6 separate regions of the Mus musculus genome follow, and regions 1, 2, 3, 4 and 5 are each linked to region 6. Evidence: chromatin contacts called from public HiCAR-type, HiChIP or PLAC-seq and promoter capture Hi-C data. All regions are on one chromosome and are shown on one strand. Each heading gives the region's core, a stretch centred on a gene start, on an enhancer-like site or on the middle of the called end of the contact. The rest is flanking DNA. Distances are from core to core; before and after follow the strand shown. Region 1 holds the start of Bmp7 (bone morphogenetic protein 7). Region 2 holds the start of Rbm38 (RNA binding motif protein 38). Region 3 holds the start of Spo11 (SPO11 meiotic protein covalently bound to DSB). Region 4 holds the start of Tfap2c (transcription factor AP-2, gamma). Region 5 holds the start of Mocs3 (molybdenum cofactor synthesis 3). Region 6 holds the start of Pfdn4 (prefoldin 4).

Region 1 (4,888 bases), core at 401-2,900, 2.4 Mb before region 6:
CTCAGGTCTGCACTGGCCAGGGACTCAGTACTGGTGGCATCCAAGGCCTGGGCTAAGACCTGCATGTCTCTTTTAGCCCCTCAGACAGTCACATCACCTAAAATTCCTACCAAGGAGCCCTGAGAGACCTAGGTAGTTATCTCTGTTCCAGGAAGCCTGAAAGACCAGGCTTCCCATCTCACCCTAGGACTTCAAGAGGGACCCCCTACTCAAGGCCCTTCCCCAGCCCCTACTTGCCATTTTACCACCCCTGAAACGCTTGGCTTGTCGCCCACCTTCAGCAAAGCAGGAAGCCTGGCTCACCATCCCCACTCACTCACTGCCATTCTGGGTGAAGGCTGCTTTGCTCCCATTTTTCAGATTAGGAAACGGAGGCTCCAAAGAGCAGCAATCCACTGAGAGACCCAGTATCTGTCTGGGACGTTTCCTCCTGGGAGGAGAGGGAGGCTAGTCCTTTGAGACAGGAAAATGCAGTCGGGAGCTCTTCTGAACTTGGGTACCAACTGCCTACTCCTCAGGCCCTACCTGGGGCTAGGGGTGGGGTTGTTAGACAGTGAGGTACCAAAGGACTCATGTCAGGACCCCGCCCCCCCAAGAGAGGAGGGGGGTGGGAACATTCTCTAGTCCCAGATTTCACTTATGTACTCTGTAGAGCTGCAGCATCTGGGGTTTGAAGGCTTTGGGTTAAAAGATACTTGGGAAGGAAAAGCCGAGAAGTACCTGGGCCCGGATCCCTTGGGTGCTGGACTTGAGGGGAGGTGTGTGTGTGTGTGTGTGTGTGTGCGCGTGTGTGTGTGTGTGTGTGTGTGTATGTGTGTGTGTGTTGGGGGAGTGAAGTGTAGAAAGAACTTTATCTCCACATTATCTCTGCCAGTCCTGGAAGGTTCCCAGAGGAAGTGGCACCCGAGGGGGGAGGGGCAGGGAGAGAACGTTCCCCGAGGAACAAAAGCCAGGATAGCAGAGGGGCAAGCGGTGGGGGTACCGAGGGGGTTTTGCATGACTGGAGCAAATGGAGTGTTGGGGGGGGGGCGGTTCGAAAGATGAGCCAGGTCCAAGAGTGGCCACCTCCGAGGAGCCTTCTCGGATTCCTGCGCTCCCTCCCGGATGCTTTCCTAGCACAGCCCTTAGTTGCTACACTTTGGCCACTTCCAAGTGCGAGTCCCGAGAGAGCTGGGCAGATTGGGATTCTTCTCTCTGGGTCCCTGCGGCGTCTGTCCCAGTGCCGGACACCCGGTGGGCACTCGGTAAATATTTGTAGAGCGCCCTGGGAGGAATGAATGAAGCCATTGGGCCAGGCTTGGGGAGGGCGGGGACAGGCGCAGGTGGGAGGCAGCGGGAGCGGGAGGGGCGGGGAAGTCAGTCCTCCCGCTCCTCCCCCGCTCCCCGGCCCCAGCGCGCCCAACTCCGGGGCTCCCGAGGCGGCGGGCGGGCGATCCGGGCGCGCAGGGCCCTTGTATTGGGCACGCGGGAGATCGGAAAGGGGTTTGTTGCTGGTGCCCGCGGGCCCGAGCGCGATCAGAGCGGGAGGAGGGAGCTAGGGTTCGCTCAGCGCCCAGCTGCCTCTCCGGCACTCGCTCTCCGGACTTGTAGGTCTGCAAGCTGCTGCTCCTCCCACCCCGGCCCGCCTCCTCGCTCTCTTGCTCGCTCTCTGGAGTTGCTGTGCTAGCCTTGCCGTGCGTCCTGGCGAGTGCGGGCCGAGGGGCCCCGGGCCAGAACTGAGTAAAGGACAGGGGCGTCCCGGGCAAAGCGCAGCCGGCCGGGGAGTGGCCATGTGTGGCGAGGCCGCCTTGAAGCTCGCCTGCAGCAAGTGACCTCGGGTCGTGGACCGCTGCCCTGCCCCCTCCGCTGCCACCTGGGGCGGCGCGGGCCCGGTGCCCCGGATCGCGCGTAGAGCCGGCGCGATGCACGTGCGCTCGCTGCGCGCTGCGGCGCCACACAGCTTCGTGGCGCTCTGGGCGCCTCTGTTCTTGCTGCGCTCCGCCCTGGCCGATTTCAGCCTGGACAACGAGGTGCACTCCAGCTTCATCCACCGGCGCCTCCGCAGCCAGGAGCGGCGGGAGATGCAGCGGGAGATCCTGTCCATCTTAGGGTTGCCCCATCGCCCGCGCCCGCACCTCCAGGGAAAGCATAATTCGGCGCCCATGTTCATGTTGGACCTGTACAACGCCATGGCGGTGGAGGAGAGCGGGCCGGACGGACAGGGCTTCTCCTACCCCTACAAGGCCGTCTTCAGTACCCAGGGCCCCCCTTTAGCCAGCCTGCAGGACAGCCACTTCCTCACTGACGCCGACATGGTCATGAGCTTCGTCAACCTAGGTGAGTGGCGGTGGGAGGGGATATATTTCAGACTGGGGCCACTTTGGGACTGGGAGAGGGTCTCTGCTTACAGCCACTGTGGTCCACCTTTCCATTTGCAAAGCATCAGTGCCCGCCAGAGACTCTTCGCCCCGGGGTCTTAGTAGACTTTAAGCTCTGTGCGTCTCGGATAAGTCTTGCTGGCTCGGAGGGTTTGTCCGGGCTATCCGGAGGGTGCACCCCCAGCCCTGAGTCTCTGTCTGCTCCGCCGCGGGTTCATCTCACTCAGGGGCGGGAGGTCCCGGCTCGGCAGCGGCTTAGTTCAAAGCGCCCGGCTGGGTCATGTGAGCTGAACCGGCTTCAGCGGCCCGCGCTACCTGGATTTAAAGGGCCCTTGTGGGCAAAGCTGCCTTCCCGCCTTTCCTCTGCCCCTCTGAGGCCAGCTTGGTTCTGACATCCCGCGCATCCCCTTTTCTTCCCCTCTCTGACCCTACCTGTCCCATTGCGGAGCGCTGGTTTCGGCGTGCGCTCGGAGTGCCGCGGGGCTCCTCGCCTAGCCGCCAGTCGCCCACCTTTGGACTCTCGGCTGGAGCCGGGGAAAGAACGTTGCCATTGCGAGTTTTCTATTTTAAATGTTTAATGATAGGTCCCGGGCGGGCAGAATCCATTTTCAGCGTTTATCACGTGTGGCGCGCAAACCACGGGTTTTGGCGATTGGGTGGCTGGGGACCTCGGAACAGAGGCCGCCATGGAATGGCTGGGGAACCCGTTTCCCTGCTGGAGTTCCAGCCAACCCAGTGAGTGATGCGAGGCTGGGTTGCGGCTGGTCTGAGACAGCTCCCCCTGCAGCTGTGCGCGCACACGTATTCAACTTGCTCAAACTAACCCCCAGCCGTGCGCTGTGGGGCAGATCATCAAATATTTGGCTTTGGTGATAACAAGTCCTGATAGTGCCGTTTCCTGTGTCGCTTTTATTCTGCTTGTGGAAGTTGCTGAGAAAACCCCAGGTCAAGACACCAAACGCACCATGGGCTCCCGCCGTGTCAACTTGGAAATAATGAAGCTTGAAGACCACCCCTCCCTCGCTGGGCACCCGGGGCTCGGAAGGGATCTCCGTGAAGACAGGGTCCCAGTTAATCCTCTCAGCTCTAGATAAAAAGCCCTGGAGCTTCTGGGAGATATTGTCTGGCTCCATTAAAGGTCAAAAATATAAAATAATGACTCAAGGGTCAGGGTGTAAAAGCTGGTGATAGAGCTGCCAAAATAATATAGAGCAAATTCTAATTCTCCTTAGACACTTGTTAAGAAGAGGCCCTGCTTTGGAAAGGCCTCTAGGTCCTGAGGGAAGGAAAGGCCAATCGCAGAGAGATTTTCCTGGGGGTAGGGCTTAGGTTGCTGGCAGATGGAGGGTGCCTTTCACTGTGTCCGTTCTTTTTTTTAATATGTGGATTTATCACCTTAAACTAAAGTAGAGTCCTCAATAGATGCTTAGCAGCATGTGGTCAGCATGGATCTGTGAGGCCATCCCGAAGCCAGGCTTAACAAGGCCCTCTCCCTGCGTGAGGGTCAGAGCTTATGGCCTCTCCTGCTCTCTCCTGTGATCTCCAGCAAGGCAGTGGGTCCTAGCTGACAATTCAGCGCCTTGCCTGGCTCATCAAGCAGCAATAGATAATCCCTGACTTTGGTGCCAGTCTCTGTGTTTCAGGTCTGGCAGTATGGCCCCAGCTGGCCGCCTGCATCCCAAAGGGCCAGGTGGCTTCCAGGGCGGCTCCCAGGGCCCTGCTGGGAACCTGGCGGGGGCGGTTGCTCCCCCCCTGGCCTTGGGTACAAGCTGGGGCATGCTGGGGAGGCCACAGCTGGGTGGCTTCCTCTGGCTGCACACACACCTTTCAGTCCGTTCTTTCTTTCATGTTGAAAGGACAAAGCCTAGCTTGTCTGAGCCTCTCAATCAGCGAGGCTGGCTTTGGGCTTTTGTGGGACCGTCCTGACTTTCTCAGGCCTGGCTCTCTGGATCATCACTCCTAATTAGATAGCAGAGTGGCTTTTAACAGAACCCATGAACTGGGTCTTGTTTTCTTTCTCTCTCTGTCGCTAAACTAGAGGTAATTAGGGGAAGCCCAGGACTGTAGCTGCTAAGAGCTTCCTGTAGGTGCATCTTTAATCTCTGCTGGGCCACAGCACAGGCAGGAACCTCCTACTCCTGCTGGTGTGACTTGGGGGATGGCAGCTGGGCTGGAGAAGCGGGTAGTGACTGGAAACTTATTCCCACACTGAGTCTGCTGAGAAAGCATGGTCAGATCAGAAATAGACAAGATTTTTAGAATGCCAAGTTCACTCTTACCCTTTGCTCCCGAATGAGAAAAAACGTTCCTGTCAAACTGCCCCATTGTCACCCTAAGAGCATTTGGTGTTGGTGGCAGAGACAGACTGCGGCACACCTCCGCCACCGGTCCCCCTCAGTTTTGCCTGCCTGGGGACTCCTGCTTCAACCCTGAGGGCTTTTGCAGACCTTTATTGTCCTGTCTGCAGCCAAACTGGTTTTTGTTCTTATAAGTTGTTCTCCCTGGAATTTGAGCAGTTTGCCAGGCCTAGT
Region 2 (4,860 bases), core at 1,566-4,065, 2.5 Mb before region 6:
AACAGATTAGACCTGTGAACCCAGATCTGAGGGGTCACAGAGGCCAAGCACTAGTGTCCCTGAGGCAGTAACTATGCGTCTGAGCCAGTGGGAGGCCCTGTTCCAGTCCGTCTGTACATAGCTCAGCGCAGCCCAGCACCAGCCTGAAGCTCAGCCCCAGGAGAAGAGCGAGCAGGAGACGAGCGAGCTACTGGAGAGCAAGCACTCTCCTCACAGCCAGCAGGGAGAAGCTAATACGAAGTTTCCAAGGCTGGGATGTTCCCACACTCTGTCCAGGCAGCCATTACACATAGGAAACAGATCCCAGGGGAAATGCGATCTGGAACAATCTGTCACAGTAGCACCCCAAGAACTTCCCCAGGAGAACCCCATGGCAGGAAACACAGGCTGGGGCCTAAACCATAGTTCCCCATCGACAGCTCCTGCTCAACTCCCATCAGTCCCCAAGGATGACTGTGAAGAATCCTGGTGCCACCCTACGGGACAAGCACATTTAGAGACAGCAAGCAGCACCCTCTCCAGTCATCTGACCCACTGTGCTGGCCAAGTTCAGCTCCAGCCCCAACAGACACCCCACTCTACCCACCCCCCAACCTGGGACACAAAACCCAGCAGCCAGGATTTGACAAGATTGCCACTGCAGAAGGTAGGGTCCGTGTCAGAGTCCCCACCCACCGGCTCATTCACAGCTAGTCTACACTGAACAAACAGACCAAGTACCAGGGTCCAACTTTTGTGTCTCTTTAACTGTGCAAGTCCTTCCCTAAGTAGCTACCAGGCCTATCAGTCTTTTCAAGATAGAAGGAGGGGGATACAGAGCAAGTGACTCACACAAAAAGCCAACCAGTGGCAGTCACCTACTATGCCATTCACAAACATCAAACCTCAGCTGGTACAGACCCACAGTAGCTACCTTCGTGGCATCTGCCCACATCAGAGAGCACTCCAGGAAGAGCCCAGCCCACCAGGTCCAGCCTTAACATACACTTCAGAAGAGCTGCCCGCACTAGGTGTGTGCCAAACTCCCCAACTCGAGAGAGTTAGAAAAGCTGTCCCCACATTCATTCACTGCACAGGTGAGGAAGTGGATGCCCATGTGACACCTGGCTGAGGAGGTGTCGCATAACTGGGGGCAAGGTACACACCAGGCTCGAAGACATGTGCTCCCCTCTGGGTTAGAGAAATGCAGTGGGTCTTATCTCTCCCTCCACACCCCCAATACACAATCTAATTTCTGAAAACAGCCATTCCCCAGCCCTGAGAAGAGCTGAGAGGTCCACAGCTGTCCCACCTCAAGGCCTTCCTTCCCACCCACAGCCAGCTACAGCCACTCACCCGTAGGTGCGCTGGATCAAGGTGGGGTGTAGTTGCTGCACACCAACAGCAAAGCCTAAAACAAGAGAGCAGTTAGGAACAGCACACTGCATGGGTAAGGTCCCAGGGCCACACACAGGGAGGGCAAATAACACGCGCCACTCTCCTGGTCAAAGCACATTAAGTCCACAGGCTGTACCAGCTTTTCGGGATGATCCCCTGCCTGGTCGGCATCTGACTTCTTCCCTCCCCAAGAGTAGGAGACTTTGGAAAAAAAAAATCATTATCCCTGGGACCATAAACTGCCGAGAAAGAGGAGCAAGCTCCCAAGCCAGGGGTGGTTGCCCTGGGCTGCCTCTGCAGGCACATGATTGCTGGCTGCCACTCGGGGACAAAGGGGGAGCGGGGGCAGCGTTTTTCCATCAGACAGATACCAAAGCTGAATATAGAAACAAGGAGGGCTGGAAAGAAAACTCAAAGCTCTTACCCGTCTGTAAGCTCCTAGGCTTGGCACCCAGGTAGGCCAGGTTCACATTGGCCTTGCGACCATCGATGATAGGGTTAGGGTCTTTGCAAGCCCTATCAGCCGCTGCCCGATCTGCCATGGTCACCTGCAGGAACACAGAGGGTCAGGGGCTTTGGTGGCTGGCTGAGGAAAACAAGGCAGAGAAGGGAAGGGGGTTTTGCCCGGGCATCGGGCCATCTCTGGGTCTTTCCTCCCAGAAGAGTATCTGGTATTTAGGACCCTTGGGGCACTGTCTTCTCTGCCTCCAGGGCTGCAGCTCCTTCCCCAAAGTTCAAGTGCGGAGTGCCTTCAAGGACAGCGACAATCCCCTAGGAAGTGGAGTAAAGGGAACCTCAAGGGGAGTCCTCCCCACCCCCCCGCTGTCCAGGCCATCAGTAAGTACCGTTAACTTTCTCAGAGAATTAGTTTGGGGACACTAGAGTGGAAGGAAGTGGGAAACCGTCTTCAAGTCGCTGGCGCTAACAGCTTACGCTTCTTTGGGGCAGCTGGAAAGTGTGGGGGAAGGGCCGACGGCCCCGGGAAGCCCCGGAGTCCCGGCTGCGCGCGGCGGGTCTGGGAGGCGGTGGGGGAGGGGCGGCGGCAGGTGCGCGCGCCGCGGGCACTCACGAAGCCGTAGCCGCGGGACTTGCCGGTCTGGCGGTCGGTGATGACCACGGCCTCCTCGATGTCTCCGAAGCCCTCGAAGTACTTTCTGAGCGATGCGTCGGTGGTGTGGTAGGGCAGGCCGCCCACGAAGATCTTGGTGAACGTGGTGTCCTTCTGTGAGCCGTGCATGGCGCTGGGGGCGGCGGACGGCCGCGGAAACACACTCGGGGAGCACGCGGGCTGCAGCAGCATCGGGGCCGCCGCTACCGAGCCGGCCGGCGCATGCGGGGGTGTCCCAGGCCGAATCCGAGTTCCCCACGCTGTCCCGCGCCGCTTCTCCGTCCGCCGCGAAGCGTCTACTCCGCGCCCTGCGAGCTGCCGGCCGCCTTTGTAGCCGGCCACGCCCCGCGGTCACGCCCCTCTCGTTTAAGACACGCCTTTGGAAGCGGGGGCCGCCGGGAATTGTAGTTCTAAGTACGTCCCGCGTGCCAGGACGCGGGTCCGGCGAATGAGGTGACTTAGCCCCTAGGTGCTCGCCGGTATCAGCTTGTCTGTCTCGCGGGGCGCACGGTCCGGTATATTCCAAGCGTTGCTTGATTCAGTGGTTTACACCCGAGCGACTAGGGGTGCAAACGTACTTGTTAAAAGGTCCGAAAAAAAAAAAAAAAAAGGTCCGAAGGAGTGCCTCAGCTACTCATTCGCGAACCCTTGTGGTTTGATCTCCCCATCACAAAAACCTGGCTGGTGACACACACCTGTAAACCCAACACTCAAGAAAGAGAGTCAGTTCAAGGCCACCCTTGGCTATATACTAAGTTTGAGGCCAGCTGGACTAAATCATACCCTGTCTCCAAAAAATAAAAAATAAAAATAAAGGGCAAAGTGAATTTGCCATGTTTATAAAAATAATTCACACGCACACCATAATACATCACACGTACTTTGGCGGTCCTGTGGTGTCAGGGATTCTCTGCTGGGACTTCAACAATGGCATACCCCGGGACACTAGGTAGTCTGTGAAAATGAGGGCTAATCGATAGTGAATACACCTTTTACAGTCTTGTAGAAAGCTAAGAGCTTTCTACTTTCTACTTTCTACTGTGAGGAAGAACAAAGGCGGCTGGGCTCCCATGTCACTGACATGGGACCGCCTGTGGGGTCACCCTTAGCAGGAGAACAAGCAGAAGGCATGACATGGCCTGTGTAGAACGTGGGCCAAGGCTGGGACCATGATGCCAGTCTGCAGAACTCTTCCCCACCAGCGCAAATGCAAACGTGGGGCCCTTGTTAGAGACAGAAATTTCAAACAGCCGAGTGGAATACACCGGTGATCCTAATACTGAGGAGTTGGGAGGGTGGGAGGGTTCCGGGTCCATACCCTGCTACACAGAAAGTCAGAAGCTAGCCTGTATGATGGGAAACCATAAAATAGAAAGAAGAAAATGGGAATTTCAGCACAGAAGCAGGCACGATGCTTTAGCCTCCGGGCCAGGAAGCAGCCCTGATCCTGCGTCCCTCATGTCCCCATTCCTGGTTATCACACTGGGACCTGAAGACCTACAGCTTTTAGTGGGGCTAAAACTGGCCTGGCCCCACTGGTCAAGGCGGACAGTAAGGCAGGCAGCCTCTGGGCAGGTTCAGCCCCAGTCAGTCTAGTCCCCTTCACACAGAGCAGAACTCCGAGCCTGCTGGGGATACCCCTGCCCAGCGCCTCACTCTCTTGGCTTTACCTTCCTCGCTTCAAGTTTCCTTTGCTGTAAGGCTTGTTCTCCCCAGACCCTACCCAACCGGGGCTTCTTTCTGGTCTAAGGTCTTCTGCTGCTGACGGAGCTCTCTAGCAAGTGTTGCTCAAGGCGTAGCGTAGGGATTAGCAAGAGAGGCGTCTGTTGAGTGAATCCCTGGTGGAACGTAAAGAGGAGGGGGCTCCAGACCAAAGACCCCTTAAAGAAGCGCCTTTTGAAAACTCGTTGAAGTGTGTTTTGTTTTTGTTTTTGTTTTTTTTTTTTACTTATTCCTAAAGCGTCGAGACTTCCTGGCCCTGAAGTCTTGAGCCACCTCGATTCCTTCCTGGGGCCTCAGTTTCCCCAGTGTGGCATAGCGCAGCTGGTGGCAAAGACTGTTTTAGCTTCAGGGCTCCTCGCCTACAAGTCCCAGCACCGCCCCTGCCACCGCCCAGCCACGCCCCTCCGCTTCCCTAGGGCCCCGCCCCAAGAAGCTCGCTGGGCGGACGCTGCAGGCACGTGCTGGGCGGGAGGAGGGGGAGGGGACCTCCGAACATGCGAGAACGCGGCGCACGGGCGTGACCCCGGGGGGCTGGCTAAACCTGCGAGTTTGAAACTATGGCTGTGGGATGGCCGTCCCTGTTCGTAGCTTCCCCCTGACTCTTTGGGTTTTCCGTATCACCCACTTTTGCACCTGTCCAGGCTCTCCACCTC
Region 3 (5,102 bases), core at 149-2,648, 2.5 Mb before region 6:
AACACACATATACGCTCCTGCAAGTGAGCAAGCGCGCTCGCTCTCACACACATACATACTTTCTTATAGCACATTGCCCTAAAATTGATATCATGACTAAAAATTAACCATCTTAAATTGTAATGATTCAAAAGGAAAAAAATTAATCACTACAAGAAAAGAAAAAAAAATGAATTTTGTACTAAATAGTTCACTTGGCCACAAAAAAATCATGCCTCTTTACCACAAAATATCAAGACTGAACCCAGCTTTCTCCAGCTGGCTGTTAATTTCACAAACCATCAGTTTAAAAAAAATATATATCTCAATCATTTTAAGCAACATTGGCACATTGCCTAAGGAGGAAAGCCAAGCTAAACAAAGAAGATGGGCAAAATGTTGAGTTTTAACAACCACACAATTCTCAACGTTTCTACTGTGTGTATGTGGGGGGGGGGATAGATCAGAAAATGGATTTTAAAACATTTACTATTTTCTAACACAATTTTTTTCAAAGTTTGGAATAGGCTGAGACAAATACTGAAGGTCAAGATATAGTCAGGTGAACCGTAGGAGAGTCTCTGTAGTTGGTTGTGAAGAAATTACTTACAATATGTTCATCTGTTCCCTTCAGGTTAAAAAAAAAAAAGTCTTATTATAAATTACTTAAAATGTGATGATGTCCTTGTTAGTTCTGAGAAATTAATTAGTGGTAGTTCAGAGAGTAAACGCTTTTCACTTTCTCTTTCCTCTTCTATCCCTCACTCCCAAACCTATTTTACACACACACACACACACACACACACACACACACAATTTTTTTTCAACATGGGGTTTCTCTGTCTAACAGCCCTGGCTATTCTGGAACTACTGATTTCAAACTCAGAAACCTGCCTGCCTCAGCCTCCCGGTGCTGAAATTAAAGCCCAGCTTTCATTTAAAACAAAAACAAAAACAAACAAAACAAAACAAGACAAAGCCCCATAAATCCAAAGCAAGTCTCAAGCTCTCTGACTATAAAGGACACTGATAAACCTAGGAACTAAGCCAGAGCGGGGCGCCTGGAACATTCTAGAAAACATCTGGTGTGTACAGGGTCCCGGTCACCACCAGGGAGCACTAGGGAGCACCGACTTCGGGGCTCGGACGTGGCCTCCGACGCTCTCCCCACGGAGGCCACCTCGGCGCCACGAGGAACCTTCCCGGGCTTTCCATGGCCCTGCCGAGCTGCTGTACCTAGAGGCCACGCGGGTGGCCCCGGCAGGGGTCTCCCCTGCGCCTCTCTTCACCATGGCCAACAGGGAAGCCCTGTGCCGATCCAGGGCGTCGAAGAACGAGGCCTCGGGCCCCATAGGCGCGAACGCCATAATGGCGGATGCGGAGCCGCTCTGAGGCCTCCTGCCCCTGCGAACCTTTCCGCGCTCTAGCCACGCGCATGCGCACTGCACCACTGACCGCGGGACAGCCCGCGGAGCAGAGTGCGCAGGCGCAGGGGCCTCTGAGGCGCCCCCCCAACACACACACACACACACACACACACACACACACACACACACACACACACACACACACACTACCCTTCAGGGAGGACATGAAGCTCTCAGATGCAGATCTCTGGGGTCGAGGTTTTCTTGGTCTGATAACTTAGGGGAAATAATACTTGCAAAGCTCTTTTGGGGGGTCATTTGGGGAGGTAATAATTACAACTTTTCACTAGGACGGTCATGGACCTGGGGATAGGTATGGGAGAAGGGAAACATTTCTGCCTGGTTTGGCTTCCTGCCTCTGTACCAGGTCCTCTCCACCTGCCTCCTCCTGTGTGCCGGGATTAAAGGCTTTTTACTGTCCAAAACATGTTTGGGATTTGCTTTTATTAAGAAGATTGTCGTTGGGGAAAGCTCGGCGTTAAGAATTTTAATGCACTTGTAGAGAGCCTAGGTTCATTCATTTCTTAGGACCCCCGCCAGGCAACTCATATCTGCCTAAAACTACACTTCCATGGGACCTCATGCCCTCTGGCCTCTGTGGGTTCCTGCATGCATGTGGTACTCACACATAAAAATATTTTTTTAAAAAAAGTGAATTTTTAAAAATATATAAAAAGTTGTTGCTTATCTGAAAATAGTATTTCCATCCTAAGCCTTAATAGCGTGAATATCACTTCCTCTCCTTGCAGACCTACGGTAAGACATGTCTCGCTTTATTCTCTCTGAGCCTTCTAGAGCAGAAGGTGGGATTTCTGAAGTCCTAGAGGAGCCTTGACTCTTAGAACCGTATCCTTAACAAAGAGAGACTGGGATGAGGTAAAAAACTGACTGGACCAAAGTGGCTTGAATCAAGGTGTATGAGAGATGCTGGGACTGATCCCGTGAGAGCCACCTGACCACAGGCCCCAGTTGATAGTTTTTATTTCTAATAGTCTAGTGGCAGAAATAACAGCCTCCTCTCTGCATGCCCATGCTGAGGCATCCCTTCCCTCTGAGGGACCAGCCACACTTCCCTATACTATTCTGTAGTATAGAATAGAGTTTATTTAGGGCATGGATGGGGAAGGGAGTTGAGAGAAAGGGGGGGTGGGGATAGAGGAGTAGAGGCTGGCTATGAGCACATGGGGGGGAGGAAGGGGGGAGGGAAATGGGGAAAGAGGGGGAAGAGGGGAAGAGAGCAAGGACAGGAGAGCAAGAGAGAGAGAGAGAGAGAGAGGAGGGGGCAAGCAACCCCTTTTATAATGAGTCAGGCCCAGCTGGCTATTGCCAAGTAACTATGGAGTGGAGCCTAGGCTAAAAGCCAACACTGCGTGTGTGTGTGTGTGTGTGTGTGTGTGTGTGTGTGTGTGTGTGTGTGTGTGTGAGACCTGTGTGAAGAGCCTTTCTTTATCATTATCACACTCCTTCCTGTTGCCTCTCATGTGCTATGCAGTGCTGGTTACCAGAGGGATGAGGGAGCTAGGTCTCTGTCCTCAGGAAGCCCTCAGCCCAAGGAGATGCAGCAACTGAACACAAACGGGCGAACCTCAGGTAAGTGTACCAGGAGATAGGTACACTTGAAATGAGTAGGGAAAACTCACCCTCATTTTCTGGATGGAGAGTCTGGGCTCAGAAAGGTTGAGAGCTGCATGCGAGGCTGAGCATGCGAGCCGGTTCTCCAAGAGGGAGGCTTTGATGCCAGGTTCATGTCAGATCCTGGGGAACCCAGGGGCCTCCAGGGGTCTGGCTCAGGGTGGGCTGGCATTTTGCAGGGTTCTTCCTGGCGGAACTAGCCCTTTGTCCTGAGTGGTGGCCTTTTTGTTTGTTTGGTTGGTTGGTTTGGTTTTGGTTTTAGTTTTCCTCCGGAGGACAGCCACACAACAGGCAAGCTTCAGAAGGACTTGAAGAGGGAGGGCAAGGTGACATCACAGCTTTCTTCTGAGTTTCACACACGGCTCCCCTTTTATGTCCCTTGGAGACAGACCTGAATCGCAGGTCTACAGACTCCACCAGAGGCCTCTCTCCTCCTCTGGGACTTTTGAAAAGTTCTGAGGTGGCTGGAGGGCTAGGGAGGAGCCTGCAGATGAACAAAGATGCCTAAACCTGCAGATCCTTTGAGAGAGACTCAGGGTTTGGGTGCCTGGCGGGGGTTCCCACCTCCGTGACAAAGGTGGGGGGAGGGAGCGTTCTGCCAGCAGCTGCATCTGCCTCTGCCCTGCAGGCATCCTGCCTCGTTCTGTTCCGAGAGGAGTAGAGGAGCAAGGAAGCATTGCTGTGCTGTGTGAGCATTGCGGTGTGCCCGCAGCAGCTGTTTACAGCACCTGCACTTCAAAGGCAGCTCCAGCCCCACGATGGGAGACAGGACCAGAAAAACACAGTGGGCTCCAAGCAAGCCTCAGCCAGCACTGCTGGCGAAGAGAAGCTGTCTGGCTTCCCCGGCTGAGACCTTTTCATCCCCTGGCCCTCTGAGCATTTCCCTAGACTTTGTCAGGATGAAGGTCTTAGTTTCTTTTTCTGTTGCTACAATGAAAACACCTCCACAAAAGCAACTTGAGGGAGAAAGGGCTTGTTTTATCTGGCAGGAAGTAGCTGGTCGTGGGTCACCCACAATCAGGAAACAGGGATGAATGGGTGGGTGTAGGCTCGGCTCCATGAATGCATTTTATACACTTCAGGATCTCCTGCCCAGAGAATGGTCCTGCCCAATTAGAATGGATCTTCCCAAACCAATGAACTTAATCAAAACAACTGCCCACTGGAGCTCGAAACCATCTATAACTCCTGTCCTAGGGAGTCCAGTGCCCTCTTCCGGCCCCTGTGAGCATCAGGCACCCACGTTGTGCACAGACAAATATGTAGTCAAAACACTCATGCATATAAAATTTTTTTTAAAAAGGAAGTGAATAACTATGTTTTGAAGATAAATCCCCATAAGCGTGGTCAGAGGTCTGTCTCCCAGAGGATCTAGAGCTTGTCAAGTGGACAGTCATAAGAGTGCTTCCTGTTTGCTGTTGTTCTAGGCTTCACCCCACAGTTACCTGGCAACAGCCAGCTGTGCCTGACTCAGTATAAAAGAAGCTCGCCCCCTCCCCCATCTCTTACCTCTTCCTCTCTTCCTCTCTTCCCTCTCTGTCCCTTCTCTCCCCGTTCCCCTCCCCCATCTCTCCACATGCTCCCCATCAGTCTCTCCTCTCTCTCTCTCTCTCTCTCTCTCTCTCTCTCTCTCTCTCTCTCTCTCTCTCTCTCTGCCTTATCTTTACTCCCCTAACAACTCCCCTCCCCGTGCTCTACATGAACTCTATTCTATACTATATCCGTTGTATGGCTTTTCAGGGCATGGGGAGGGGAGTTGAGGGAGGGGAGGGGAGGAGAGAAGAGGCTGATCATGAGCATGTGGAGAGAGCATGGGCAAGGGAATGGGGAGAGAGAGGGTAAGGAGTAGGAGCAAGAGAGCAAGAGAGAGAGAGAGAGAGGAGGGGGCAAGCAGCCCCTCCTTTAGTGAGTCAGACACACCTAGCTCCATGTTCTCATCAGTATACATTATGTGGGTTTCATTATGGTATTTCATGTATATGCGTAGTCTACTTCGACCATAGCCATACCCTAGCCCCAGAACCTTCTTTGTTCTACTCCCACCCCCTGCTAATCCACGCCTCC
Region 4 (5,145 bases), core at 1,359-3,858, 2.0 Mb before region 6:
TCGTTCAGGCCAGGAACTGACTTTCGTTCAAGCGTGGTCTTCTCCACTACGTGAGCCGTGTTGGCCACTTAATACCCCAGCCTTTGCAGAAAAGGGGCAACTTCACTGGTCAGAGCCACGTGTTAGACACAAGCGGAAAGAGTCAGTGTTTACCTTTGCGAATGACAGTCTGATCGTGTAGGAGCAAGTGCGCGTCGTCCACATTCTGGGGGGGAAATGACAATTTCTTTTAAGTTTGGAGGAAGGTGGAAAGGCTGGAGGGTAAGGTAGAACCCCCACCCCACCCCCAGCCTCCCGCCCCCGCTGCTCACCTGCACCTCCTCTATGGGGTGAGCCATCTCGTGCAGCCCCAGGTTCTCAGCCAGGCCGGCTTCCAGGGCGTGCGCGTGAGGCAGCAGCAGGTCGGACCGGCGGTAGACTTCCCGCCGGGCGCTCACCGAGCCCCCCTCCAGCCCTGAAATATGGGGTATTAGACTTGCAGAGCGGCTGTGGTGCGAGGCCAGGCTAGAGCCCTCCTGACTCTGTCGACCCGGCCAGGCCTGTTGCTGGCTGCCGGTGGCCGCAGGCTGGTGCAGGGGGTTCATGGCGGCAGCGTAAGCCTCTCCCAGATGCGAGTAATGGTCGGCGGACTGCGAGTATGCCAGCTGCTGGTAAGGCGGCGGGAAGTAAGGAGGCGGCTGGTACTCTGCAACCCCGGTGTGCGAGAGAGGCGGCGCGGGACTGTAGAGATGTTGTCCCGGAGAGGAGAGGTGAGGGATGCGAGGGTTGCCATTACTGCTCGAGTCGTGGCGATCCTGGGAGAGAAACAGGAGAGACCCGGTTAGTACGAAACCCTGCTACAGCGAACAAGCAAGCCAGGAGAGGGGCACCTATGCGCCCCACCAAGCTCACACCACCCGTCTCGATCCGCCCCAGAGCCCGAGAGCCCCCGGGGACAATGAGCTCCCCGGACTTCGTTGTGAGCCTATCGGTCTAAGACCTGAGGGGACGAATCCTTCGAGCCCTCTGGCGAAGGTTCCCGCGCTGCGTCGCTTGGAGGTGCCAAGAGCGCGTTCCGCGCCACAGTCCGGTTACCCGTGCCCCAGGGGTTCGGCGTGCGGCGACCTCGGCGCACAGCGCCCTCGTTCAACAACCCTCCTCCCATGTCGCTGCGGCGCGCAAATAGCGCGGATAATGCGCAACGCCGACGAAGGGCGCGTTTCCCCGCCCCAAGGATCATCCCCCTCTCACTCCCTTAAGAGGCGGCCGCGCCGCGGAAGTGACACTCTCAGGTAAGGCCTCATAGTAATGTCGTCCGGAGAGACCGGGAGCCGACACGCGGGATCGGAGCTGTGATCCTTGCTAGCCAAGCCCGTGCCTTCTGCGCCTTAGGAAGTGAGGTCTTCCAGCCCGGCCATGGTCAAGGTTCTCACACATCCCGGTGTAGAGAAGGAATGAAAAGACTCTGCCAAACTGGGCAACCTTTGCCTGCGCACGTCCCCTCGCCCCAAGGCGGTCAGACTTAATTCCTAAAAGATGTGTCTTCATCAGTCCCAGGGGTCAGAAGGGTAGCAGGGACACAGGAGCGGGGCACTGTCGCCCCCTAGCGGAAGCCGCCCGGGCATGCACGCAGGGGCAGCCCCTCGAGGTCGTGCGGGTGCGGTGCGCTCCCGCAGCCTGGCCGCCGGCCTCTCCTCCCCACGTTCCCCGGTGCTCGCCTCGCGCCGCCTGAATCTTCTTCCTCTTCCCGCTCGCCGCCTCCCTCCCTCCTACTCTCCGAAACTCTAGCTCAACCTGTCCGACAGGCTAGAGTACTCGCGAGCGCTCAAGGCCCCATCTGGCTTCACCCCCACCCCACAGTCCCCAACCCCCACTTCTCTTGAAAACCAGGTTGCAGTTGTTTGGACTTTTCTTTTCTTTCTTTCTTTTTTTTTTTTTCTTTCTCGAGGAGGTAGCGGGGCAGGTGACAAGCCTTCCTTGGAGGAGACTCCTCAAAGGTGTCGCTGGCAGGGAAGCTTCCGTGGACACTGGACAGACTTCGTGGGAAAAAAGCCACGTCTGAGACCCGGAGACAGGGCGCTCTTCGGGGAAAATGGAAAGGAGGGCCGTGCGCTTCGTAGGAACCCACAGTTGAGTTCTGCGGGTGGGTTTGCCACGCTCTTGCCAGGCCTTGTCCCCGAGAGACAAGACCAGATTCAACAAGGGGCCCAGGAGATGGCCGAAGACTGGCCCTCATCCCTCCCGAAGGCGAGGGCTCCGCGCAAACGTCCCCAGCCTTGGCCAGCAGCCCTGGGACCCCGCTCGGGCCGGCGGGGCTACGTTCCCTAGCCCCCGCTCACCTCGCAATCCTCTTCATACTTGACATTATCTGTTATTTTCCACAACATGGCGTCCGGCGTCCCCCAAAATAGTCGCCAGTTAAATCCAGGCTCCCCCCACCCCCCGAGCGGTAAATCCACAATCGGGGTCACGGTGGCCAGGCGTCTGCCGCCGCCCCCGCCGCGCGCGCCGGCCTTGCTGTCCCAGTCACTGGACGCGCATCGGTGGCTGTGCACAGAGATGTGGTCGCCGTGGGTGTGTAGAGGCCGCAGCCGTGGACCGGAGAAGCCTCACCCTCACAGTGTGTCCCGGCGATAGCCGGGGGACCCGAACGCCTTAATGGGAAGGAAATTATCATAACTCCTCCCCGGGGGCCGGCGCCGCGCGGAGGCCCAGGCGCCGGGCGGGGCAGCCCCCAGCCAGTCCCTGCCTAGCTCCGCCCCGCACCCTGCCTAGCGTGTTGCAGGACCAGGCGTCGCGAGGGGCTCGCAGGGGCATCAGTGGGCGGTCTCTGACAACCGCAGACCTGCCAAGCTGAGGTGCCCAAACGTGGCTTCCTTTGCCTGCCAGCCCCCTTGCACACCTTAGACTGGCAGAGCTGACAGCTGGGATTTCCCCACCTCAAGAACCGTCCTTCATCCTCCTAAAAAATGGATGTCACTTGAGAGTTGAAGACGCCCCATTCCAGGGTGTCTCAACTCCTGGGGTTCCCTGACACCTCGCCCCAGCTGTTCCGACAGACATTTAAGGATTGGGCTGAGAAATAGCTAAAGTCCCACTGTTCCCTAGTGCCCCCCCCCCCCTTTCCCTCTCCCTGGGTACTTTACTGACCTGCCCACTGAGGGAAGGGAGGGGAAGGATTCCGAGAAGGAGTCCGCTCCCCCAGCTCCAAAGAGGAAACTCACGGTAATACCTGCTGTGAATAAATCGGACAACCGCGTGCTGCAGCTATAGCCCGAAGCTGTATCTGGCTGCGGGCCGTGGCTGGAGGAGACCCGAGCTCCCCCGCCCAGGCCCATCCCTGCTGCGATGCCCAGCCCTGCGGAGCGCCGGTTCTGCAGCTGTCACGGGCGGCTCTTCAGAAGCCTCTACTCGCCCAGGAAAAGAGGTTCCAGGCAGAATAAACCTCCATCGCCACGGGCCGCGTGGAATGAGGTGCTGTAAAGTGGGAGGGGGACTACAGGGAGGTCGCCCTGAGATATGGGCACACCTCGTCCCATGGGAGGCAGAAAGCAAAGCTTCTATCCACAGAATGCTGCTGCACCCCAAGATTTTCCGTCCAAGCCAAAAAGCAATACTCAGTGTTATTTTTTAATTCAACGAAACGAAAATAATTGGCCTAATTGTTATAGTTAATTTTTTTCATCCCAAACAGAAAGTCCACAGTTCTCGAGAGCTAATCTTGTTAGTCCGTCCCAACAGTATATGGAGATTGGCTTCAAACAGTGGAATTGGAGGCAGGGACTATTTCGGATTGATTCCGAAGCCAATTACACAATTCTTGATACCCATCAGCCCAGTGGCCAGGACCTGTTGGGAACGTGCCTCCCGTATCCACAGACTAAAATAATTTGCTCTCTTCCTGCTCCTCGTCTGTAAGCATTTCCCTAGACCCAGATAGGCCTGAAGTAAAGTAACTAAAATTAAAATAGATGTTCAAGCCAACCGTTCCCCCATGGTCTTAGAGAATAGCCGCATGCAAAATAGCTTTCTGGCCAGTTGACCCTAACAGACCCAGGAAGTTGAAACCGCGGGAATCAAGGGGGCTTTTCCGGCTAAGTTAAAAAGGCAGGCAATCCAGACCGAGCCTCCAAAACAGAGGCCCTGGAATTAGCGGGAGAAGAGGGCACCTGCTCCAGAAAGAACTGGTGCTGCCCGCATCAAGCTCAGGACTGGGAACGCCAGGTCCCAGGCTCTCTCTGGAAGGCAACTGTCACAGGTCTGGCGGGGTTCCGCTCCTCTCCTGGCCAGGGGGGGCGGTGCGGCTCACCCTACCCCAGGCTTTCCCTGTTCTTCCCACCTCAGCGATAATCCAAGAAGCCCAGGGGGACCGAGTGCTTTCTGCACCGGAGCTTTCGGCCGAGTGGGGAGGGGGGAGGACGACAGAAGGGCATGAAGGGTCTGCATTCGCCTTTCCTCAGCCCCCCCCCCCCCCCCCCGCGCCCCGAGTCTGGGGACTTGGGAACCGCTAGACAAGGCTATTCATTCTCTCTAAAGCGACAGCGCAGCGCTTGATGGAGAGGACAGTTGCACACAGGATTTCCTCGACTCTGGAGGACCCTGTCCCATCCACACCCAGCTTGGGGGCCGGGACCTGGACACAGAGTCCAGGTGCAGGAAGCTTCCGCCTTCCTTGAGAGCTCAGCTTCTCTGATGGTTCCCGCGCTCCAAACAATCTCCTACCATCGCCCACGGAAAGACGTTGACCCGTGTGGTTGTACCCCTTGGCAGCCAGGGCTGGGTAAGGTGTCCTGCCCACCTCCCATTCCCCCCGTCCCCGGGACTAAGAACTTGCTCTAAGGTCCCCGTGCAGAGATATGGGAGTGGAAGGAAGGCTGCCAGGGGCTCAGCTCTGCCGCCCCCTAGGGAGCCTGCAGTCACTCACACTCTGGCAACGCAGGTCGGTCCCTCTCATTGGGACGAGACTGGAGCCGCCCAGGTGTGTGTGAGTGAGTGTGTGTGTGCGCGCGCGCGCTCACCGGCACCCTAAATGCCCAAATGTGAGACACCTCCAAAGAAACACGCGAGGGTGCGTCTGTCAATGTGGCTTGGGGTCTCCAGTCTCCTATCCTGCCACCACCCAAGGCCAAAGAAGTCAGTTTGGAGTTTTCTATTATAAAACTGGAC
Region 5 (4,577 bases), core at 1,788-4,287, 2.3 Mb after region 6:
GGGTTGCCCACCTGCTCACCAAACTGTTTTCTGGTACTGGAGATGAATTCCAAGCCTTTCTGCTGCTAGGCAACTGCTCTGCCACTGACCAACACACCCAGCTCCCTTTTTTAGATTTTAATATGGGTTTCCTTTAGTTGGCCAGGCTGACCTTGGATTTAACTCTGTAGCTCACACAGGCCTAAACTTGTGATCCTCCTGCCTCAGTTAAATAGCTGGGAAGACCGACCTTCACCAGTAGGGTTGGTCAAACTGTTTACTATGCAAATAAACATAAAAATGCCTACATAAAAAATGCTGGCTGGGCGTGGTGGCCTTTGATCCCAGCAGAGGCAGGCGGATTTCGAGAGCACCTTTAATCCCAGCAGAGGCAGGCGGATTTCTGAGTTCAAGGCCAGCCTGGTCTACAGAGTGAGTTCCAGGACAGCCAGAGCTATACAGAGAAACCCTGTCTCGAAAAACAAAAACAAAACAAAACAAAATGCTGCAATAGAGTACACTGAGTCAAAGAGAAAGACAAAGGGATGGAGCAAAAGGCTGAAACTTAGGACTGGAAAATTCCAAAGCAGGCCCACAACGTAGTTAAACCAATGCCACGTGTTATCGGCCAGAGCACAAGCCAGTGGCTCTCAACCTTCCTAAAGCTGCAGCCCTTTAATAGTTCCTCAAGTTATGGTGACCCCCCACCCAACCACAAAAGTTATTTTTATAGCTATTTCATAACTGTGATTTTACTATTGTTATGAATCATAATTTAAATATCTGTTCTCCAATTATCTTAGGCAACCTTGTGAAGGGGCCATCTGACCCCCATGGGGTCTCGACCAAGAGGTTGAGAACCACTGGTATAGCCGAAGGCAGAGACTGGAGCTAAGTACAAGAAAAATGCTAGCAACTTCTGAGGGAAGCTGATGGACACATGTTGCTAAACTGTCAAGACTGCACTCTGAACTCTCAATCGGTTCTACAACAATCAACTTCCAGATAATGAAAATGCTACCCATGTTAAGTATTTTTAAGGGGTATATATAGCCTATCATTTGAAGTAGAATTAAGACTCAATATCTTTTTAAAAACGTTTTTTCTTATATTTTAAAACTTTATGTTTTGACTGCATGCATATCTGTACACCAAGACCCTGCCCGGAGCTGGAGGAGTCGAGGAGACAGCATATGATGTCCATGGAAATGGAGTTGCAGAGCCAACTCATGAATTCTGGGAGTCAAACCAGGATGTCCCGCCCCCATGGGGTAGGGGTGGGGGGTAGCCCGAGTTAAGCCATCTCTGCAACCTCACAAAGAAGACCTTAATTTAAAAATAGGATGAATGTAAGTGATTAATTCAGTTGTAAAAGCTGCATCTTAACTGTTTAATCTCAGTTTAATCTGACCGGGTGGGAAACAAAAAATCCTGTCGTACCAAGTCACATGTTGAAGGTGCTGCACAAGTGCCCAAAAGTAGCTCTCAGAGGCAATGCTATCCTCTTTTCTCAAAAAGCTCCTTGGGGGGGGGGGGGGGGGAGGTCTCCGTTTATTTATTCGGAGACCGTGAATCCAGGCTCTTCCCTACATTATTTTGTAAAGCTCGAATAGATTCTTCAGGTATCACAACCGTCATCCACACGAATCACATGCTGTCCTCTCAGTACTGTGGAAATGTCCCATCAATTTTGGCGGCCCAGGCCATGAGTCCCCCCACGATGTCCTGAACAGTTAAAGAGTCTAACTCCGGCACTGCCGTTAAGGACTGCAGGACCTTCACAGCTTTCTGGGAGTCGTTTCCCAGTTTGCAAATCACATACACCGGGAGAGCAACCCCTTCCTGCGACTCCTGCTTCCCTTTCCGGAGGGCAGCCCCTAAGAGTTTCAGGCTGTCCGCATCCCTGCGTTCCAACTGACTCAAAGGGATGTGGAGAGAGTGCGGCAGGCGACAGATGTCCACCTCTACTTGAGGCCGGACGTCCAGCAACACATGGGGCGCCCCGGAATCCAGAAGCCGCTTGTAGTCGGTCACAGAAATCCGCTCCTCGGGGCACAGCAGCTTCAGGGCGCGGCACTTGTCGGTGGCCGAGGAGCCGCAGAAGGCCTCGTAGTCCTGCAGGCGGGTCACGGTGGGCTGCTGCCCGCACACGACGCAGTCAGGCCGGCGGCGCCGCAGCCGGATCCGGCGGAAGTGGCCCCCGAGGCCGTCGAAGAGCAGCATGCTGCCGCTGTAGGAGGAGCCGAGGCCGGCGGCGATCTTGAGCACCTCGAGGGCCTGCGCGCAGCCTAGCACGCCGGGCACCGCTCCGAGCACGCCGCCGTCTGCACAGTTGGTCACTGTCTCCGGCGGGGGCGGCCGCGGGAACACGCAGCGGTAGCACGGCCCGCCGTCGTGGTGGTAGACGGTCATCTGGCCCTCGAAGCGCAGCGCGCTGGCCGACACTAGCGGCCGGCCGGCCAGCACGCACGCGTCGTTCACCAGGTAGCGCGTGGGCACGTTGTCGCAGCAGTCTGCCACCACGTCGTAGCCGCGGACCAGGTCGAGCGCCCAGTCCTCGGCGAGCGCGCGCGGGTACGCCACGCACTCCACCGCCGAGTTGAGACGGCGCAGCGCCGCGGCCGCCGAGCGAGCCTTGCTCTCGCCGGCCTGCGCCTCCCCGTGCAGGACCTGGCGGGCCAGGTTGCTCGTCTCCACCACGTCGTGGTCCACCAGCCCCAGCCTGCCTACGCCGGCCGCCGCCAGGTACTGCGCCAGCGGGCAGCCCAGCCCGCCGCAGCCCACCACGAGCACCGCCGCCGCCGCCAGGCGCAGCTGCCCGCGCACGCCCAGCTCCGGCAGCAGTAGCTGGCGGCTGTAGCGGAGGATCTCGTCCCGCGACAGCGCGGCCCGGGGCGCCAGCGGCGGCGGCGGGACCCGGAGCGGACGCTCGGGCTCCGGCTCGGCTGTCAGGGCCGCGGCCAGCCTCCGCTTGAGCGAAGCTAGCTCTTCCTCCCGCCGGGTGATTTCAGCCTGTAAGGCAGCTACGTCCTCCGGGGCAGCCATGACAGCCTCTTCCGGAAAGAGCCGGGAAGGGACTTCCGTTTCCGGTTGCCTGTCTCTTAGCGACTGGAAAACGAAGACGCTTCCTGGCCCTTGAAAGTGAAACGAATGGGTTTTTATCCGGGGAAGCCGTCACGATTGGCTTGAAACGGTCACCATATCTGGAAGTTTCCCGGGGACCACACTGGGACGTCGGAGCGCCGAGCCTCCCCCATGCTCCGAGATTTGGTACGGCCCGTGTCGGATGACGTAAGTCCGCTTCCGGCGCCTCTCGCAGAGCCGTCATGGCTTCCACGGGGGCGAGTCGCAGTCTTGCTGCGTCTCCGCGGCCGCCGCAGGGCCGCTCCTCGCGACAGGACAAGTACTCGGTGCTGTTGCCCACCTACAACGAACGGGAGAACCTGCCGCTCATCGTGTGGCTGCTGGTGAAGAGCTTCTCCGAGAGGTAGAAGGGGCTTCTCGCGCGGGGGCCGGGAGCCGGCCGCGGGCTGCAGGTCGGCGGTTGGCTGCGCGAGGAGACCCCCGGAGGCCCGGTCTCCGCTCCCTCCCGAGCCTGCTCGCGGCTTTCCCCAGCGGGGAGAACCGAGGAGCACAGCCCCGCGTCTTTCTCCTTCCTGCTCAGGTCTCTAGCGAGTCCGGTGTCTATCTGTTGACAGATCGCGCTGGCCTGCGTCCCCGGCCTGTTCTCTCTAAAGGGCTAACTTAACTTCTTTTTGACTTCGGGGCGAGGAGGTATGACCTCATACCTCTGGGCGGTCAGGATCCGCCGCCGGAGCCGGGAGTCCCGAGCCAGCGTTCTCCCCATCGCCTTGGGGCCGAGCGCTTACGTAAGCTTGTTGTTTGCGCTGTCAGAGAACTGCTGATGAGCTGGCAGGGAGCGAGCATCTTCGCCGAGTTTGATTAGGAACCCGGGCTTATTTGTGTGTTGTTTTGAAAAACACGGGGCCTTTCGCTTTGTTAGGCAGAGCCCTAGCTCTTAGGAACAAGAATTTTGATAGTGAAAGTGTTACGCATTTAAGAAAAAAAAAAAAAGGTCTCCGAACTAAACAGTAAATAAAATGCCTCCTGATGGCAGTGGCAGGACGGAGTCAGTACTTTACGGCCAGATGAGTGTCATGCTGTGATGATCATGGGCGATCTTTTACTGTCAACCTACAGAACGGGATTTTGCAGGAGTAGGATGGCGTAGCAGTGCGCTGTTTTAGACAGTGCGTCAGAAGAACACAGATTGTTTCCAGAGCTTTTTGTTTGTTGGTTGGCTTTTGCTTCTCAAACGACAATGAGGACGCTGTGCCCATATTTTCTAATAGCAAGAAAAAAATACTTGATCCCAAGCTATGCACTACAAGGGATACGTTTGCAAACGAGTTGTACCAAGTCCGAGGGCAGCTAGGGCTATATTAGCAGCCTCTGTCTCAGAAAAACAAAATACTTGGTACATAGTTCCTCTTTCTAGAAAGCACAACCTTACCGTACTGATTTGTAAAAGCCTTAGTCTGCATGGTTTGATTGGTTGAGGCAAGGTCAAAACTATGTAGCCCTGACTGGCCTGGAAT
Region 6 (4,781 bases), core at 1,594-4,093:
GTAGGGTAACCTATAGTCTCGAGGCAAGGCTCAGTGGCCCAGATAGACAGGTGTTGGAATCTAGGCTCTCATCCCAACAAGCAACTGCGCATGCCCCAAGCCTGACATCAGCCCTAATGCGTATGGTCAGAGTCCGCCCCACCATGTGTGCACAGCGCAGAGCACAGACAGCACAGAGGCGAGCAGCAGACACTCAACAGACACGAAGACGGTGAGACCTGTATCCTGGTGCTTTGCCTACGAGAATTATCAATCTCCCAGAAAACCTCGAGGACTCCCTTCTTAACTCGGGAGTTTACAGAGCCCCCAAGCCCTAGGATGCATTTTCAGGTGTGTCTGTCACCACGAGGACTTTAAAAGCAACTCAGGTGAGAGGCCCTAGTAGGGCCTGCCTGACAAGCAACACTGGTGAAAGATTTCTGAATTAGAATCTAAATTACGATAGATCAGACTCAGATATTTTGACATCAAAGAGTGCTGGAAGTTGGCTGTTTTTGCTTTTTCCAAAGCAGGCATTTCCCGACATAGCCCTGACAAACAGCAGCCACCAGAAGCCACTTGGCCCCTGGGAGGCGGAGGCAGGAGGATTAACAATTCAAGGTCATCCTCAGCTGCATAGTGAGTTTGAGGCCAGCCTGGGCTATGTGAGAAATGAAGGCAGAATGGCAAAAAGGATCACTGTAGAGTTAAGGGAATTCTGCTAGTTATACAAGACATGACTTGCTCCAAATTCAAGAAGAAAGTAAGCTGCCCTGGACCCTGACTACACCCTGGCCTCAGTAACACCTTATGGGATTGTTAAGAGGAAATAAACCATACTCTATTCCAAGTTCAGGTACTGAGATCTGGGTCCCCAGCCAAAAAGCTCTCCACAATTTCAGCTGACAGTCAGATCTCTTAAGAGTTCCAGACCAGCAAATGCTACACAGTGAGACCTTGTCTCAGAAAAGCAAAAGCAAGGACAATGTTTATCGTGGAACTGACCAGTGTAACCCACAGCTGAGAGCACAGTCTAACAAGAGAGGCAAAATGAACCTGTTCCTACCTGGCCAAATCACCGTGGCCCCGGACTGTACTCTGCTACCGTGTAATAATTTGTGGGTGACAGACCAGGGCGAGGGGCTCTTTCGAACTCTGAAGCCTCCCCAGGCTCAGCAGCCATTCCCTCTTAATGAACTGGGATGCTGAGCATCAACCTTCAGTGGTCAGAAGCACTGACTACACGGTGCCAACAGCGAGAACACAAAGGCATTCTACAGGGGCCTTACAAAGTAGAGTGAAAGCAACTGTCTTCAGCCAAGCGCCTCTCATCAGAGACAGACAGGCAAACGGACAGACAGACAAGGAGCCCGGGGTGGGGTGGGGGGGAGACACACACACTAACACACACACAGAGAAACAGAGAGACAGACAGACAAGGAGCCTGAGAGAGGCAGAGGCAGAGAGACAGACAGACAGGAGCCTGGAGTGCAAATGCTCTTTAAATCACAGCTTTTCTTCTGCGCTTCAGTTTCCTCTTCAGCTAAAAGTGAATAAATACAGAATCTCCCAAAAGGTTGACACAGCAGATCAAAATAATTAGCAAATGCTAAGAACTGTCCGAACACACTGTGAAGCCCCAATAGCTATCAGCTGTTTGCTTGTTTGTTCTTTTTTTTTTTTCCCCTCCTCTGCAATTCTTTCCCTGTATTAGATACACCTGCACTCCTGGAAACACGTTTAGGTTATAAAAACCCACATGGAAGTTTAACTTAAGTTGGTGGCTCAAATTTAGCTCAAGTTTCAAAATATTGGTTGAAAGGGTTGCATAGCCATGTCTACTGCCTGTCATGCATGAAGCCCTGGGTCCACCACACCAGCACACCAAAAGCCAGGGGTAGTGGCACACACCGGTGATTCCAGCACCTGGAAAGTGGAGGCAGGAGAGTCAGAAATTCAAAATCATCTCTGACTGCATAGGAAGCCGTGGACCAGTCTGGTGTGTACACACACACACACACACACACAAGTCCGTGTCTTTCAAAAGTGTGATAAGACATCACACCGAGCCCCATGAACAAGGATCGGACGTCGTTTTAAAAATGATAAAGAGCTCTAATTTGACCAAACAAAAATCACCAGACCCAGCATCTCACCAGATGAGTCACCAAAGGAATGGCTGGCTGGCTGGCTGGCTGTGAAGTGTGCGGGGCAGAGCGTGGGGACCCGTGTCCTTCCTAATGGCTGGGAAAAGCCCGGAGAGCCACCGCGCTCGCTCGGGCCGACTGCTCTCAACGTCAATTAGACACTCGGTGCACGGAGCGTGGACCGACCGGAGCGGTCCGGGGCGGAGCACAGAGGTGCGGTAGCAGACGACGCCCCGGGATGCGGTAGCAGACGGCCCGGGATGCGGAGCCCGACCCGGTGCCCGAGGAGATGCACGACCCTGAGCAGGTGAGGCGGTTGCCCTGACGGCGAGCGGAGCGGACAGAAGCACCCCTGTACCCAGCGCGGGCCCCGGCCCCGCGCATCCCTCACCTCCTCAGACCCCGGCCCCCAGCGCCCCGCGTCTCCTCACACGCCCCGGCCCACGGCTCCTCGGACCCCGGCCCCGCCGCACTCACCGCCTTCTTCATGGTGGCCGCCATCTTGGACTGAACCACGGGGCGCGGGGGAAAACCACTCGGGCGTGCGTCACCCCCCGAGGTCCCTCTCGAGCCCTGCTGAGCCAGACTCCCCCCTAACGCACAGCACTATCTCAACACTGCTGCTATCTGTGTCTCTGAACTATAAATTCCCAGGGCAAGGACTCAGGAAAAAAAACTATGCCCTGGAAACACTTGGTATCTTCCAATTAAAGGGACAGGCAGCTTCCCTCTCGGCCGGCATAAATACCAAAAGCGGCCAATAGTCGGGCCCGAGATCCCAGCCACGGCCAGCAGGGGGAGCGCTGGGTACCACCCAGCTGTGTGGAATGGGAAGCTTAAGAAATTCTTTTTCCATTTATTCAACAACCTAGAGAGAAGCTAAGGAGGGTAAGGGCGTGGCTTCGGCAAAGTATTTGGTAAATCATTTGGTCAAGTATTTGCACTCAAGCATGGGGACCTGAGTTCGATCTACAGCCCCTACCACATAAAAACCCAGTGCTGGCGAAGCTACAAGCTGAAGGCCACTCTTGAAGTTGATCTTAGCTTGTATGCCACTGATCACTGCAGGGGACACTAGGGGATCAGCCAGGAATAGATGAAGCCAAAGGTAGGTGACACCCAAAAAGATCCAGAGCAGTGGTTCTCAATCTTCCTAGTGCTGAGACCCTTTAATACAGTTAAATGTTGTAGTGCCCCCCCCAACCATAAAAAGTAGTTTTGTTGCTACTTCATTATGTAAATTTGCTACGGTGCTGGGTCATAATGTCAATAAATATCTATTTTCTGATAGTATTAGGCGGCTTCTGTAAAGGGCTCCCGATCTATAGGTTGAGAACCACTGACCTAGAGCGCTATAACAAACTTAAATGCTTAGATAATAGCTTACTGGACGGTTGCTTGGCTATTTATATTTAGAGACAGGGTCTTGCAATGTAATCCTAGCTGTCCTGGAACTAGCTGTGTAGACCAAGCTGGCCTGAAACTCACAGAGATCTTCCTGCCTCTGCTCTCCAAGCGCTAGGATCAGAGGCGTGCTCCATCATGTGCAACTGAAATGAATTCTTTTATGTGTTTAAAATTAAATTGGTTCAGAAATATGTCTTCCACTCGCTCAAATATGTTAGCCTGGGAAGACTGCCCACACAGGGCCCAGTGGGCACCGAGCTTCCTTAGTAACCAGGGCCATTGTTAACTTCGGTAGCCAAGACTTTGCTCTCAGAAAGTCGGAGGTCTGAGGGCAGAAGAGCTTAGAGTATTGGGGTATGGGCCATTGTCTCATTTACCAAGGGACAGGGAGGACCAGGTGTGAGCCGCAGGACAGTAAAAGCACGGCTGGGCGCTCTTGCATCTCTGCCAGTCCCTCCTATGGCTTCAAGCACAAGGGCATGCCAAGGAGGGGAAGAGGGGCAGATCTCGCCTGTCTGCTTATGACGCAGTGGGTCTCAACCTTCCTAATGTGACCCTTTAATACAGTTCCTCACGTTGTGGTGACTCCCAACCATTAAATTATTTCATTGCTACTTTACAACAGTAATTTTGCTATTGTTATACATTGTAACGTAAATGCCAGACATGCAGGATGTCTGATACTTGACCTGGGTGGGAGGGCCATTCGACTTTCCAAAAGGATCACGGCCCACAGGTTGAGAACCGCTGTTCTAATGTATAATGCATGTGCCCATTTGGTTACAATCTATCTCCTATCGTTACAATGCAATCCTGCTCATTGCTTGCATACCATCAAGCCCTCTGGATATAATGAACTTGGACTCCACAGAGTGAAGTCCTAACACCCTCCTGAGGAAGGTTTGCCGTTTGCACTCTGCTACTTAGCAGTTGCACATACAGAGTCAAATCTCTGGACCTGGAATTACTACGGTGGCACCACTTTTGAGGAACTCATTTGTATATACCGCAAACCCCAGTCCTGAACTCTGTAACCCTTAGACCAGACTCAGAAGGGAGAGCTAGTGTCTGGCTGCAGTGGTCATGGAGAATCTGTAGTTAGTGGCATGTTGACTGGACCGAAAAGACACCAGACACTGGGGATGCTGCATGTCAAACAGATAAAGTACCCCGTCCCCCAGCACCTTGCTGTCTACTGACAGGAGACAGACCACAAACAACCCGTTAAATAAGGATAGTGTGTCAGAG

The links. Promoter capture Hi-C pulls out the DNA fragments that hold promoters and counts their contacts. HiCAR-type assays count read pairs that join an accessible place to other places. HiChIP or PLAC-seq counts read pairs in DNA pulled down with a chosen protein or histone mark.
Region 1: a HiCAR-type map of astrocytes shows a contact between it and region 6, with 6 times the contacts expected there. The contact joins the promoter of Bmp7 here to the promoter of Pfdn4 in region 6. A contact is called at or near these places in 2 of 39 promoter capture datasets (hippocampal neurons and pre-B cells) and 2 of 115 datasets of contacts at active chromatin or transcription factors (astrocytes and embryonic stem cells).
Region 2: a contact with region 6 is called in a promoter capture Hi-C map of pre-B cells, with 2.9 times the contacts expected there. The contact joins the promoter of Rbm38 here to the promoter of Pfdn4 in region 6. A contact is called at or near these places in 3 of 39 promoter capture datasets (3T3-L1-derived adipocytes, hippocampal neurons and pre-B cells), 1 of 115 datasets of contacts at active chromatin or transcription factors (astrocytes) and 1 of 9 other capture datasets (adipose tissue).
Region 3: a contact with region 6 is called in a promoter capture Hi-C map of pre-B cells, with 3 times the contacts expected there. The contact joins the promoter of Spo11 here to the promoter of Pfdn4 in region 6. A contact is called at or near these places in 2 of 39 promoter capture datasets (the C10 cell line and pre-B cells) and 1 of 115 datasets of contacts at active chromatin or transcription factors (large pre-B cells).
Region 4: an H3K4me3 HiChIP or PLAC-seq map of embryonic forebrain shows a contact between it and region 6, with 3 times the contacts expected there. The contact joins the promoter of Tfap2c here to the promoter of Pfdn4 in region 6. A contact is called at or near these places in 1 of 39 promoter capture datasets (embryonic stem cells) and 2 of 115 datasets of contacts at active chromatin or transcription factors (astrocytes and embryonic forebrain).
Region 5: an H3K4me3 HiChIP or PLAC-seq map of forebrain shows a contact between it and region 6, with 18 times the contacts expected there. The contact joins the promoter of Mocs3 here to the promoter of Pfdn4 in region 6. A contact is called at or near these places in 2 of 39 promoter capture datasets (both in the C10 cell line), 2 of 15 datasets of contacts at CTCF or cohesin (the G1E-ER4 cell line and large pre-B cells), 1 of 484 Hi-C or Micro-C datasets (the G1E-ER4 cell line) and 1 of 115 datasets of contacts at active chromatin or transcription factors (forebrain).

Annotation. Positions count from the first base shown.
Region 1 is chr2:172,937,083-172,941,970 of GRCm38.p6, reverse strand. Bmp7 (bone morphogenetic protein 7) reads left to right here and starts at 1,650. Exons shown (of 7, transcript NM_007557.3): 1 at 1,650-2,316. The coding sequence starts at 1,902. It overlaps Gm40010 (a long non-coding RNA gene), which reads left to right and starts at 2,326. Exons shown (of 3, transcript XR_867069.2): 1 at 2,326-4,888.
Region 2 is chr2:173,019,857-173,024,716 of GRCm38.p6, reverse strand. Rbm38 (RNA binding motif protein 38) reads right to left here and starts at 2,815. Exons shown (of 4, transcript NM_019547.2): 1 at 2,447-2,815; 2 at 1,802-1,925; 3 at 1,336-1,390. The coding sequence starts at 2,677.
Region 3 is chr2:172,976,138-172,981,239 of GRCm38.p6, reverse strand. It overlaps Spo11 (SPO11 meiotic protein covalently bound to DSB), which reads right to left and starts at 1,398. Exons shown (of 13, transcript NM_012046.2): 1 at 1,216-1,398. The coding sequence starts at 1,346. Gm52538 (a long non-coding RNA gene) reads left to right here and starts at 2,120. Exons shown (of 3, transcript XR_003953974.1): 1 at 2,120-2,162; 2 at 2,899-2,996.
Region 4 is chr2:172,547,056-172,552,200 of GRCm38.p6, reverse strand. Tfap2c (transcription factor AP-2, gamma) reads right to left here and starts at 2,608. Exons shown (of 7, transcript NM_009335.2): 1 at 2,319-2,608; 2 at 312-794; 3 at 154-205. The coding sequence starts at 2,366.
Region 5 is chr2:168,229,082-168,233,658 of GRCm38.p6, reverse strand. It overlaps Mocs3 (molybdenum cofactor synthesis 3), which reads right to left and starts at 3,037. Exons shown (of 1, transcript NM_001160330.1): 1 at 1,356-3,037. The coding sequence starts at 3,024. The coding sequence ends at 1,642. It overlaps Dpm1 (dolichol-phosphate (beta-D) mannosyltransferase 1), which reads left to right and starts at 3,280. Exons shown (of 9, transcript NM_010072.4): 1 at 3,280-3,466. The coding sequence starts at 3,306. Gm20716 (predicted gene 20716) reads left to right here and starts at 3,280. Exons shown (of 12, transcript NR_132310.1): 1 at 3,280-3,466.
Region 6 is chr2:170,509,292-170,514,072 of GRCm38.p6, reverse strand. Pfdn4 (prefoldin 4) reads right to left here and starts at 2,843. Exons shown (of 4, transcript NM_001110152.2): 1 at 2,604-2,843. The coding sequence starts at 2,627. Gm16796 (predicted gene, 16796) reads left to right here and starts at 2,146. Exons shown (of 3, transcript NR_040367.1): 1 at 2,146-3,234.